4 separate regions of the Sus scrofa genome follow, and all the other regions are linked to region 3. A link is a contact called in public HiChIP or PLAC-seq data. All regions are on one chromosome and are shown on one strand. Each heading gives the region's core, a stretch centred on a gene start, on an enhancer-like site or on the middle of the called end of the contact. The rest is flanking DNA. Distances are from core to core; before and after follow the strand shown.

Region 1 (2,741 bases), core at 197-2,696, 200 kb after region 3:
ACATTTCTGTCTTTAGAAGTTGGCCCATCTATCAGCAGAAGGGCTCCCCACTCACTTTTGACCGTTTGAATGGATTCCTTTTATTCTTTTTTTTTTCCCTTCCAATTGTATTGAGATATAACCAACATACAGCACTGTATAAGTTTAAAGTACACAGTATAGTGATCTGACTTACACCCACCACGAAGTGATTATCCCAGAAAGCTGAGTGAACATCCATCATCCCATATAGATACCAAATTAAAGAAATAGGAGAAAACTATTTTCCTTGTGAGGAAAACTCCTAGGATTTACTCTGTTAACACATTTCATATTAACACACAGCAGTGTTCATTATATTTACCGTGTTGTGCGTTACACCCCTAGTACTTAGTGATTCCCTTTATTCTCCGCTTAGCGGGCCATTCTGAACTATGGCAAACCTGGGAGCGTGCGGCCAGCGGAGCACTTGCTCACTTCCTTTCGGCGGCACAGCCAGTCTTAAGCCCCTACTGTCCACAGCTGCTGGGTTAAGGCGAGGAGAGCCACTTTCCTTTGCAGTACAGGTGGAGGACAGGTCACAGTGAATAAGCGTTAGGGCATGACTTTCTGGTTCAATTCAATTAAAAAAAATTAGGGAACCGAGAGCATTTTTAGTGACCTTAATTAGTGACTGTCTACTTCACCATTACCTCATAAAAGAAAGGTGTTCTCAGAGCAAAACTTTTTTTTTTTTTTTTTTCTTCTCATTTTGCTATGAACCCACTAAAACTTTCTTGTAGCCTGGTACTGCTGACGAGTGACTTAACCTTCTAAACCATCTCTCAAGTTCTATGCATTTTTCAGTGTTTTTATAAGTAGTTACAATATGGACTGGGGCCCCAAAGCCCCATATGTACACAACGTTTTCAAAATTTAACAATGAGACATGGTAGTCTTTACTGTATTGTACTACTTCTTTTCTTTAATTCTTTCCATCAATCTATCAACCTAACCCAAGTTATCTATAGGAGGGGAGGAGGTCTCAGAGGAACTTCAAAAGGCTGAGAACTGGGCTTAAGTTTTAAAAATAGCTACCATCCTATTTTACGCATATGCTCTATATTAACAACTAGAACAAAGCCTCAACTCCTCACCTGAACAGCTGATCTTTCTGATGACCAGACTGATCTATTTTTTTTCCCCTCAGCCAGTCTTTCTTAGAAGAGAAAACGTGGGGAAAATGTTTCGGTTTTTCCTTTATTTGATCAACATTTAAAAATACGAATTACAGATATAAAAATTCAATATGTGTTTTAAAACGAAGACAGTCACAGGAAGAAGGCAAACCACTATTAATTTAAAAACCACACAAACAGGTTTCTTCGTACTTACTGGGAGAACGAGACCTCGCAGTGTGATTTCACCAGTCATGGCTACATCTGAACGCACCAGCCGCCCACTAAAAAGTGAGGCGAGACAGGTTGCTATGGTAACGCCAGCAGATGGTCCATCTTTTGTGACAGCTCCAGCTGGGAAGTGCAGATGGATGTCTGTGTTCTCAAGAAGATCAAAACTTCCAGAAGCTTGAAAAAAGGAAGAAAGGAGTTTAATGTAGAAACATTCAACCTGTTTTCGTTCGCTCCCGTAAGAGAAAATCAAAGAGATAAACAGGAATGTTTGGGGCATATAACTCCTTCAAAATAGTAACGGGCAGTGCAAGTCAAGTGGGGTCTGGAAGCACGGTTTCCTTCTCTTCCAAAGGGAATGAAAAACAAACCCTTGGAATCAGTTTCCAGCTCAGGTGCCGGTCCACGTGGAACTAGAATCTCCGTGCGGTTCCAAAGCAATGGTCTGTGCTTTAAGGTGTAACTGACCGCTGAGGGCTCCTCTTAGTCTCTGTCACAGAGCCCGGGATGATCCCAAGGCGCTCTGCCCGCAGCTGCACCCCCGCCGAGGGCAGGCTGCTCACCGTTGGTCAGATGGTATTTCTTGGCATTGCTGCGGAGCCAGCTGATGGCGAGATGGGCCGACTCCTTCATGACGTCCCCGAGCTGGCCAGTCAGAGTTAACTGGCCCTCGCCGTCCATGCGACTCGCCTCCACGAACATAATTTCCCCACCCAGGGGGGTCCAGGCCAAGCCAATCGCCACTCCTGGTTGACTCAAGCGCTCAGACACCTTTCGAGAGAGAATCGAGGAAAATGATCGCCTAAGGCCAACAGGAGCCCAGATCTTTCCAGGCTGACCTACTGCAAGGGCATGTGCTTGTGCGGCGGGCTAAAGCTGCACCCCAAAGCACATGACTGGGGCCCCGGAGGGCTTTTTGCCAGAAGGCAAACTAAACTTCCCTCATGGGCATTTATCAGAAGCATAAAAATAGGTGTGAGCAACTCTGATTCTTAAGTACCACATCGAGTTACACAGACCCTAATTTTCAAGGAATAAACTCAATTGCTTTATCTAAATATTTTCATCAGGGGAGCTCCCGCTGGCCACAGCGGAACGAATCCGTCTAGTATCCATGAGGATGCATGTTCGATCCCTGGCCTTGCTCAGGGGGTTAACGATCTGGCGTTGCCGTGAACTGCGGTGTAGGTCACAGACGTGGTTCGGATCCATTCGACCCCTAGCCTGGGGACTTCCACATGCTGTGGGTGCGGCCCTATAAAAAACAAAAAAATTGTTTTCATTGGGCTGCATAGTTATAAATACTCCAGAGCCCGACTTCATGTTAGGCAATCGTGAATTTGTAGGCAGGAAGTAGAAACCCTCTTTCCAACA
Region 2 (2,789 bases), core at 274-2,773, 140 kb after region 3:
GAAGCCTTCCCTGCTGCTCCTCTATCACCGCTGTTGGCATCCCCTCTTTCCTCTCCAGGGCACTTATTGCCTATTCTGACATAGCTGTTGGCCCGCCTGCCTCCCCAACTACACTGTAGGCTCTACAAAGTGTAGGCACGTCAGGCTTGTGTGAACACTGTTCCCTCTCTGACACTCGGAATTTGTGGAATGAATCTGTGGAATGAATGAATTTGTAGAATAAATGAATTTGGCAGAGAACTTCTTCACAAAACCACTACCTTGGGAGTTCCCGTCATGGCTCCGCAGAAAGGAATCCAACTAGGAACCATGAGGTTGTGGGTTCAATCCCTGGCCGCACTCAGTGGGTTAAGGATCCGATGTTGCTGTGAGCTGTGATGTAGGTTGCAGACATGGCTCGGATCTGGTGTTGCTGGGGCCAGCAGCTGTAGCTCCAATTAGATCCCTAGCCTGGGAACCTCCATATGGCATGAGTGCAGCCCTAAAAAGCAAAAACAAAACAAAACAAAACAAAACAAAACATGCCCACTACCTTGGATCAGCCAGAAGGTAAAGAAATCAGATCAGGCTTTCTGTCTACTTGTAGGATCTATGGAAGATTGGGAGGGAAGGGAGAGGGAGGAGAAAGAGAGACAAAGACAGAGGCAGAGCGAATAGGGGTCAGTCTATTAGTGAGGGTATTCATACATCTTCTCTTTCCTTCACTCCTATGAATCACCAAGAAGTAGTCGTATGAAATTTGTATGTTTCTTTGTTCATTTTCTTTTTAGGGCCGCACCTGCAGCATATGGACATTCCCAGGCTAGGGGTCAAGTTGGAGCTGCACTGCCGGCCAACACCACAGACAAAGCAACACCAGATCTGAGCCACATCTGTGACCTATGCCAAAGCTTGTGGCAACACCGGATCCTTAACCCACTGAGCCATGCCAGGGATCAAACCCGCACTTTCATGGACACTATGTCGGGTTCTTAACCCACGGAGCCACAAGGGAACTCCAAATGTGTATGTTTTTGGCACAGATCTAACCATTGGCTCTCATGTCCTGCAACCCAACTATTTCAAGAATCATTCCATCCAGGATCTTAGGTAACACCACCATGGGCAGAGCCACTAAGCGCTTAGCCAGGTGCCCACGGACGGTCATGCGCTGCACAGTAGACAGAGTAAGGGCCTTCGACTCAACTGCAGGTGAGAAGGGCAGAAGGAAGGGCCATGAAGCCATATATGGCTCCACTAGAGGGAAAAGGAGGGGCCAGGTCCCTGCACACAGCTCAGTTCCTGGAAAGAAACAGGACATCTTGTAACAGGACAGGGATGGGAGGGAGAATTCCTTTTTCCTGTAGACCTTTTGCAATATTGGAATTTTATTTTTTACTGTGGACATGGATGATCTATTTAAAAATCATTGGAATGTTGACTTTTAAAAGTGAAAGTAGTTAGAATATTTGCAGACTTCCTGACTCACTCAGAGCTTCTGCCCTCCAAGCCTCTGAGGAGGTGGCCCTGGCTACTGGCCCTGAACATATTTCGGCAGGTTGGCTAATCACACAGCATGGGCTCGCAGACTTCCCCTCCTGACACTGCAGTTCCTACACCTTCTTGGAATTTCAGGCCTTCTCAACTTTCCCCCGAGTGACTTACGGAGGGTGTTTGCCAGCGCCCGGCTGTCTGCTGGCAAGCCCGGGTGCTGTCAGGAAAGGATGTACCATTTTCAGATCCCAGATCTGGCCAGTTAGACCCCCTTTGGTCGGAGTAAATATGAGTATGAGGGGCCAGGGGGACTGGATGGGCCTTGCCCTCTCCAAGGTTTTGTTCCTTTTTAAAAAAAAAAAAACCTTTCTGTATCATTCGAATTTTTATAATCTGTATACAATTACTTTGTGAGCAGAAGACTTTGAGGGTGTAAACAGCGCCTGGTAAACTCCCAGAGGCAACCACCCCGCCAAGGGCCAATTCTGTGTCCTGAGGGAGAGGCCTCTGCTCTTGAGCTATGTAGGAGGCCACCCGCTTCGAGAGGGCTCACAGGTGACTCAGAAACACAGGCACAGGTGACCACGGGTGCTTTAGGCATGAGGAAGCCGCAGAGAGTTTTAAGTCGGGGAGTCCCATGTCTGGTCCACCCTGAGCCCTTGTGCTCTTGAAGGGGTCTAGGCTGGCCCCAGGCATAGCTTTTTATAAGCATTCCAATTTTTGGCTTATTTTCTCACTCCATCCTGAGCACACCAGCTCCTCCCTTCCCAGTTTTTACCATTTCATTAAATAAATAACCCCACCTGGTGCTCAAGCAAAACAATTCTTTTTACTCTTTCTTGTTTCTCCTCTCAATAGCTAGTCCTGTGGATTTCCTTCCCAGAATAAATCTCCAGTTCCCTTCTTCTCTCTACACTCGAGCCAGCATGACCAAAGCCCGGATCACCCATCACCTGGGGAACTGCCACAGCCTCTCACTGTCCCCTGATGCCCCTCTCGGCCCTCCGAGGTCCCTCTTGGAGTTAACAGTCAGTCTTGCTCAGGCACCGATCAGATCTGTTTGCTCAGATCTGTTTGCTCTCTGATGGCTCCCCATATGTGACATGAAGCAGAAACTCTGTGATATGAGCTGCAGGATTGGCCCCAGCAGCATCCTGCAACCCACCTGCTAGAGTTTCCCTGCTTGCATCCCACTCTCTATGTGGATGTTTATGGGTTTTCATGAAATTTCATGTTTTTGCATGTGTCTGCTCCCCTGGGACCTAGACTTCTTCATTAGAATCAGCTCCTTTCTTCTCCCCCAAATCATATCCACT
Region 3 (2,773 bases), core at 34-2,533:
CTCGTGAAGAGCCATCATTCCCTGTCAAGAGCAGTCTGGAGTTGGTGTCAGTGGCATCCCGGCGGGCCCCTCTGTGGGCAGCTGCCAGGTGTGCTGTGGCTGCAGTCCTACATCTTGCCTTCAGAGGCCCGGGAGCAGGAGCCCCTTGAGCCTCAAGGTCAGCAGCTGGTGTTTTCAGACAGATTTCTTACTTATAACCCAGCTCACCAGGACTTGCTTCCATTCACAGAGATATGCAGCCCCTGCTCAACGCCCTGCCAAATGTGGGCATATTTGACCCCAACTTCAGAGTCCCTGGCCCTCAGGCAGGCAGCACCAGCCATCAGCCTCCGGCCCGGATCCAGGGCACGCCACCCAGCCACTGGCTTCCTCAGCAACCCCGCTTCCCGCTGTTGTCGAACCTGTCCAGCATCCAGCAGAACTTGCCCATGCCAGCACAGCGATCTGCTGCCGAAACCAACGAGCTGAGGGAAGCCCTTCTGAAGATCTTCCCTGACTCAGAGCAAAGACTGAAAATCGACCAGATCTTAGCAGCTCATCCGTACATGAAAGATCTGAACGCGCTCTCCGCCATGGTGTTGGACTGAAGCTGTCAGGAGCTGGGGCTCAGGGCTGAGGACGCACTCGCGCTGGTATCCGCACGGCACAGCCGCAAGTGACGTAATGTGAAGAAACCAATTTCCCAGTGGAAATGCTGTTGTAGTGTATAGAAAAAAAACAGATGTTCTGTGTATAAAAAAAATCTGGGTTTTCAAAACCAGCTTTTTTTCTATATATAAATTATGCTGCTATTACAGATTTAACATTTTCTGTAAAAGGAAAGTCTACATTTTCTGCCTGTTCAGAACTGTTTAATAGCAGTTACTCTTGAGTGTACTTACATTTTTATGTTTTTTAAACTATTTTCCTTAACGCTGAAAATATTGACAAATGGATATGATTAGCCTTTCTAAATAAAAAAAAAAAAAAGTTGCTTTCTTAGGGAAAGCAAGACCTCTTAAAGTATATTTTCTTGAGATGACTATGTCACGTCCACTAACATGCAGCGTGCTCATCCCTCCCAGCTTCCTCTACCCTCACCCCTGGAATTAGAGCCCTTGGAGTTAACTTGCCTTCTCTGGGGTCTTGTCGTTGGAGCCATTTGTGAGAGTGGACCAGTGGTGCCACTAGATGGCACCTTGTACTCAGCCATTATTAGTGACCAGGGCAAAGGTGGCCGCATAGAGTATCAGGGCTGGAAGAAACTAGAGTCCATCTAGTCCAGCCCCTCTTCCCTCCTCCCTGCAGCAGAGGGAGCTGGGCTCAGAGTGCCCCCGTCTGGACGCACCCAAGTCCACAGCTGTGGACCGGACTCCTGTCCAGGGCTTGCTGTCCCTGACGGACTCTAGAAGTCACGTCTTCGCTTCTGAGGTAATAGTGAGGTGTGAGGAAGTCAAGTGAAGAGCCTCATTGTGAGAGTACTTTTGTGTCCACAACCATGGGAAATGCCCCATATGAAGTTTGTGCAGCTTTGCCAAAAAAAAAAAAAAAAGAAAAAAAAAAAAGGTTTTCTATTCTCAAAAATGACCCAAGCCAGTAAATAGCATCAGTCGCTTCTGTGGGGGCCCAGAGCCCCGTATTTATTTTTCCTGTGTTTGTCTCTAGTGTCCTCCTAAGCTGCCTTTCCCCTGAGTCTTTCTCAGAACAGATATCTCAGTATTGTGTTTTCAGTGTGGCCCAATGTTTTGTGTCAGTGAAATTCTTTTTCTGGAAAATTAATTCCTAACATCTTGAGTGTTCTCCTGACCTTCAAAGGGCTTTGTATTTTATACCTGTTCCCTCCACAGGCTGCTCACGGTCAGTTTTACATCTGCCCTGTAGCTCACTTCTCTTCTGGCCCCCGAAACGCTGCCGAGGCCTTGGTGCTGGTTTGTTCTTCGTGGTGAGAGGACTTCGTCGGCCATGAGCGATGTGGGTGGCTCCCCACAGTGCTCCCTCCAGGCATGTGTGATCCCCACACCCCTCGGGGGGTGAGTCCAGAGTCCTGCAGGTGGCCAGCCTTGTGCTTCAGCTCTCTTTACTCCTGGCTGCTCTTAAGCTGCACCATGCCGTGAAATTGGTTGTCAGCTGTGGAGCAGGTTGGGCCGAGGCACCCACCCAGCTTCGGATGTGGAGTGAGAAGACTCGAGTCTGGCCAGGAAGTGACTTCAGTCACAGCACCTGTGCCTCAGCTTCACAACTGGTGGTTTTTAAAAATGACAGCAGACTGTTGAGGGCTAGGGCCGTCTGCAGTGACTCCGACCTTCCAGGTCAAGGTTTGGGCCCGTGGCCTTGCCAATCCAGCCCTCCAGTTTCAGAGAAGGACCCAGGGGGTGTGTCTCGGTTGCCAGGGCTTCATCGCAGGTCTTCCTGGAAGGGGGTGGAGCCTCCACTGATACCTAGAGGTCAGGAGTTTTCTGGAATCTAGAAGTGACTTGGCCTTTGCATATGTGAACTTCCAAGGTCTTAGTATTGTTTCTGAGAGCTCTTTCTGCCCCTTTCCTCATTCTTGGGTACAGGAAGGAAGAAATGCAGATGATGAGGTGTGAAGAGTTCAGAACAGCATTACTCACTCACCTTGGACAATTATAACTTGAAACAAAATTCATAATTCTTTCTAAAGTCTCTCAAGTTGAGTTATATTTAATATTTAAAAACTCAATTCTCAAACCATTATTTACAAAGTTATTCCTATTCTCAGACTCCTCCTAGTACTAAGCTCAGTGTTGACGCTACGAAATAGTTTTCGATGGTC
Region 4 (2,700 bases), core at 152-2,651, 230 kb after region 3:
ATAATAAATTGGTAATCTGGTGTGTAAAGGGGGGGCTCTCCTTAGTTCTGAGCCATTCCACCAAGTTAATCAAGCCCAAGGAAGGGGTCGGGCGAACCTCCAATCTGAGCCAGTTGGCCAGATGTACAGGGAACATAACCTTGGGACTAACCTCTGAGTAGAGGGCAGTCTTAGAGGCTGAGCCCTTTGCCGGTAGAATCTGATGCTGTCTCCAGGTGGGAGTGTCAGAGCTGCGCTGAATTCCTGGACATCCAGCTGGCATCCCAGAACTGTTTGCCCATGTGGGGAAGCTTCCACACGCATGTTGGAATCAGGTCTTAGAACTCTTTTCGGCTAACAGCTACTCAAGCGAGCTTGGAAGCGGATCCCTTCCCTGAGCTGGAACCTCCACTTGGCTAAGAGCTTGACCAGAACCTCATGAGAGGTCTGGAGCCAGAACTACCCACCTAAACCGCTCCTGGATGCCCAACCCACCAGATATAGTGAGATGATAAATGTCTGTTAACCGCTTTAATAAGTTTCGGGGCAATTTGTTAGACAGCATTGAAGAATGCAAAAATCAAAAAAATGACGGGACAGATCCTGCAACGATTAGAAGACTGCTCCAAGAAGTCACAGACCAAACAATTTTGCTGAAAGCTACACAAAGCTCAGAGGCTATTTCCTGAAAACATTATATATAGTATTTTCTATTAATAAAAGAAATTCATGACATCAGAGAAGAGAATGGATGGGCTTCAGATTTGGAGACTAGTTGGGGGAAAAAAAAAAAAAAAAAGAGCTGCAAGGATCAAAAGCACTTGTTTCTCCTGCAGGAACAGCTTCCTGTTTTGGTTACAAAGGAGCCATGCTTAAAATAACCATTGTCACGCATGCTTAGGGCTGGAGAAGTCAATGGCAGGAAGCCACAACAAAGAGCCCTGAAAGTAGCCCGGACAGAAGTTGATTCCTCCCAAGAACTGGACCCAAGGAAGGCCCGTCAGATAGAGGCTCTCCCCTCGGCATCCGCAGGCCCCACCCCCAAGCCCAGCAGCAGGCAGGATGCCTCTTCTCCAGCCAGCATATTCTTGCTGAGAGCCAAGAGTGGTGACCCGGAGAATTACAATTAATGAGGGAGAACTAGTGCTGTAAACTTTGACTATTTCATTTTGATGCATTTTTAACTGTGGAGTTGTCTGGAAAGGATATACCCCCAAATTCAGGCTATTCTATCTGCCGTCTGCCACTGTTTGGTTGATTTCACTGTCCTACATAAAGGCACACATATCAGAGAAACAATACATGTCAAAATGCAACTCTGTCAAACCAGGATCTGGACTGAACTACAGAAACTGTCCTAGAGTTACATCTGTGGTCTGGCCAGCCCACTATTTCGTGGTCAGAAGGGGCCCCAGGCATCCATCCTGAGAGGAGAGGCATGTTTTCACTGACATCAAATCCTACTGCTTATGACTCATACCACCCAACCATTTAGCCCTTTTCCAATCTGCAGCTTCTATTTTCCTGCAGACTGGGAAGTAGATAGCTAAGGTTATAAAGATGCATCTGTGCACCAAGTCCAACAGGCGAGACTTAGTGTTTACTGGGGAACGTTGGGAAGGGACTTAGGAACCACACCCATCAAACCAAAGAGCTACTGGGAATCCTACTCAACTGAGATTTTCTTTTTTTTTAAATTTTTTTTGTCTTTTTGCTATTTCTTGGGCCGCTCCTGTGGCATATGGAGGTTCCCAGGCTAGGGGTCGAATCGGAGCTATAGCCGCCGGCCTACGCCAGAGCCACAGCAACGCAGGATCTGAGCCGCATCTGCAACCTACACCACAGCTCACGGCAACACCGGATCGTTAACCCACTGAGCAAGGCCAGGGATCGAACCCGCAACCTCATGGTTCCTAGTTGGATTCGTTAACCACTGCGCCACGATGGGAACTCCTCAACTGAGATTTTCTAACAGTCAATCAGGTGATGAACCAAAGGTACAAAGCAAAGGCTGCAGAGGCTGGTAACTCTCTGTAGGCTTTTGCCCTGCCTCCTTTGTCTATTCCCACTATTTCCGCTCGACATCTTCCTGGAGGGCCCAGCTAGTTCATTAGGAAAGAACTGAAATCAAAGGTATAGTGAGCAGAAAGGAAAAAGTGAACACTGACACTATCTGCATTTGTGGTTAACCGACGGTATATAAAGAAAATCCAAAAGAATCCACAGTTGGAATTAAGAAGGCAATTTGGCAAGTCTGCCGGATACCAGTCAATACAGTGTTTCCATACACTAGAAACCAAAAAAGTTAGCAAATGAAAAATTAAAAACACTATTTAGGGAGTTCCCGTCGTGGCGCAGTGGAAATGAATCCGACTAGGAACCATGAGGTTGCAGGTTCGATCCCTGGCCTCGCTCAGTGGGTGAAGGATCCGGCATTGCCCTGAGCTGTGGTGTAGGTCACAAATGTGGCTTGGATCGGGCGTTGCTGTGGCTCTGGAGAAGGCTGGCAGCTCCAGCTCCAGCTCTGATTAGACCTCTATCTAGCCTGGGAACCTCTGTTTGCCTAGGGTGTGGCCCTAAAAAGACAAAGGACCAAAAAAAAAAAAAAAAATACTATTTATGATAATACATGCACATACAAAGATTAACTAAGAATACATCTAAAGAAAAAATATACAAAAGCTCGCCACTGAAAACTATTAACACACTTAAAAACATGTA

Evidence for each region. HiChIP or PLAC-seq counts read pairs in DNA pulled down with a chosen protein or histone mark.
Region 1: an H3K27ac HiChIP or PLAC-seq map of skeletal muscle shows a contact between it and region 3. The contact joins two enhancer-like sites. A contact is called at or near these places in 5 of 47 Hi-C or Micro-C datasets (embryonic fibroblasts, epiblast stem cells, retroperitoneal adipose tissue and 1 more) and 2 of 2 datasets of contacts at active chromatin or transcription factors (alveolar macrophages and skeletal muscle).
Region 2: a contact with region 3 is called in an H3K27ac HiChIP or PLAC-seq map of skeletal muscle. The contact joins two enhancer-like sites. A contact is called at or near these places in 3 of 47 Hi-C or Micro-C datasets (retroperitoneal adipose tissue and skeletal muscle) and 2 of 2 datasets of contacts at active chromatin or transcription factors (alveolar macrophages and skeletal muscle).
Region 4: an H3K27ac HiChIP or PLAC-seq map of skeletal muscle shows a contact between it and region 3. The contact joins two enhancer-like sites. A contact is called at or near these places in 1 of 5 promoter capture datasets (liver), 1 of 47 Hi-C or Micro-C datasets (embryonic fibroblasts) and 2 of 2 datasets of contacts at active chromatin or transcription factors (alveolar macrophages and skeletal muscle).

Annotation. Positions count from the first base shown.
Region 1 is chr6:36,376,000-36,378,740 of Sscrofa11.1, forward strand. It overlaps LONP2 (lon protease homolog 2, peroxisomal), which reads right to left. Exons shown (of 15, transcript XM_005664451.3): 13 at 1,931-2,138; 14 at 1,354-1,544. Among named protein-coding and RNA genes, the nearest start is that of SIAH1, 40 kb to the left of the region's middle. Within about 2 kb of position 1,447, at least 9 of the 83 cell types and tissues checked have an H3K27ac peak or open chromatin away from gene starts, as enhancers often do. A contact at or near this core is called in skeletal muscle, where this site is marked.
Region 2 is chr6:36,308,083-36,310,871 of Sscrofa11.1, forward strand. No RefSeq gene overlaps it. Among named protein-coding and RNA genes, the nearest start is that of SIAH1, 28 kb to the right of the region's middle. Within about 2 kb of position 1,524, at least 31 of the 83 cell types and tissues checked have an H3K27ac peak or open chromatin away from gene starts, as enhancers often do. A contact at or near this core is called in alveolar macrophages, retroperitoneal adipose tissue and skeletal muscle, where this site is marked.
Region 3 is chr6:36,172,993-36,175,765 of Sscrofa11.1, forward strand. It overlaps N4BP1 (NEDD4-binding protein 1), which reads left to right. Exons shown (of 7, transcript XM_003126990.5): 7 at 230-2,773. The coding sequence ends at 587. Among named protein-coding and RNA genes, the nearest start is that of N4BP1, 52 kb to the left of the region's middle. Within about 2 kb of position 1,284, at least 16 of the 83 cell types and tissues checked have an H3K27ac peak or open chromatin away from gene starts, as enhancers often do. A contact at or near this core is called in alveolar macrophages, retroperitoneal adipose tissue and skeletal muscle, where this site is marked.
Region 4 is chr6:36,402,395-36,405,094 of Sscrofa11.1, forward strand. All of the region lies in intron 11 of LONP2 (lon protease homolog 2, peroxisomal), which reads right to left. Among named protein-coding and RNA genes, the nearest start is that of ABCC11, 58 kb to the right of the region's middle. Within about 2 kb of position 1,402, at least 16 of the 83 cell types and tissues checked have an H3K27ac peak or open chromatin away from gene starts, as enhancers often do. A contact at or near this core is called in alveolar macrophages and skeletal muscle, where this site is marked.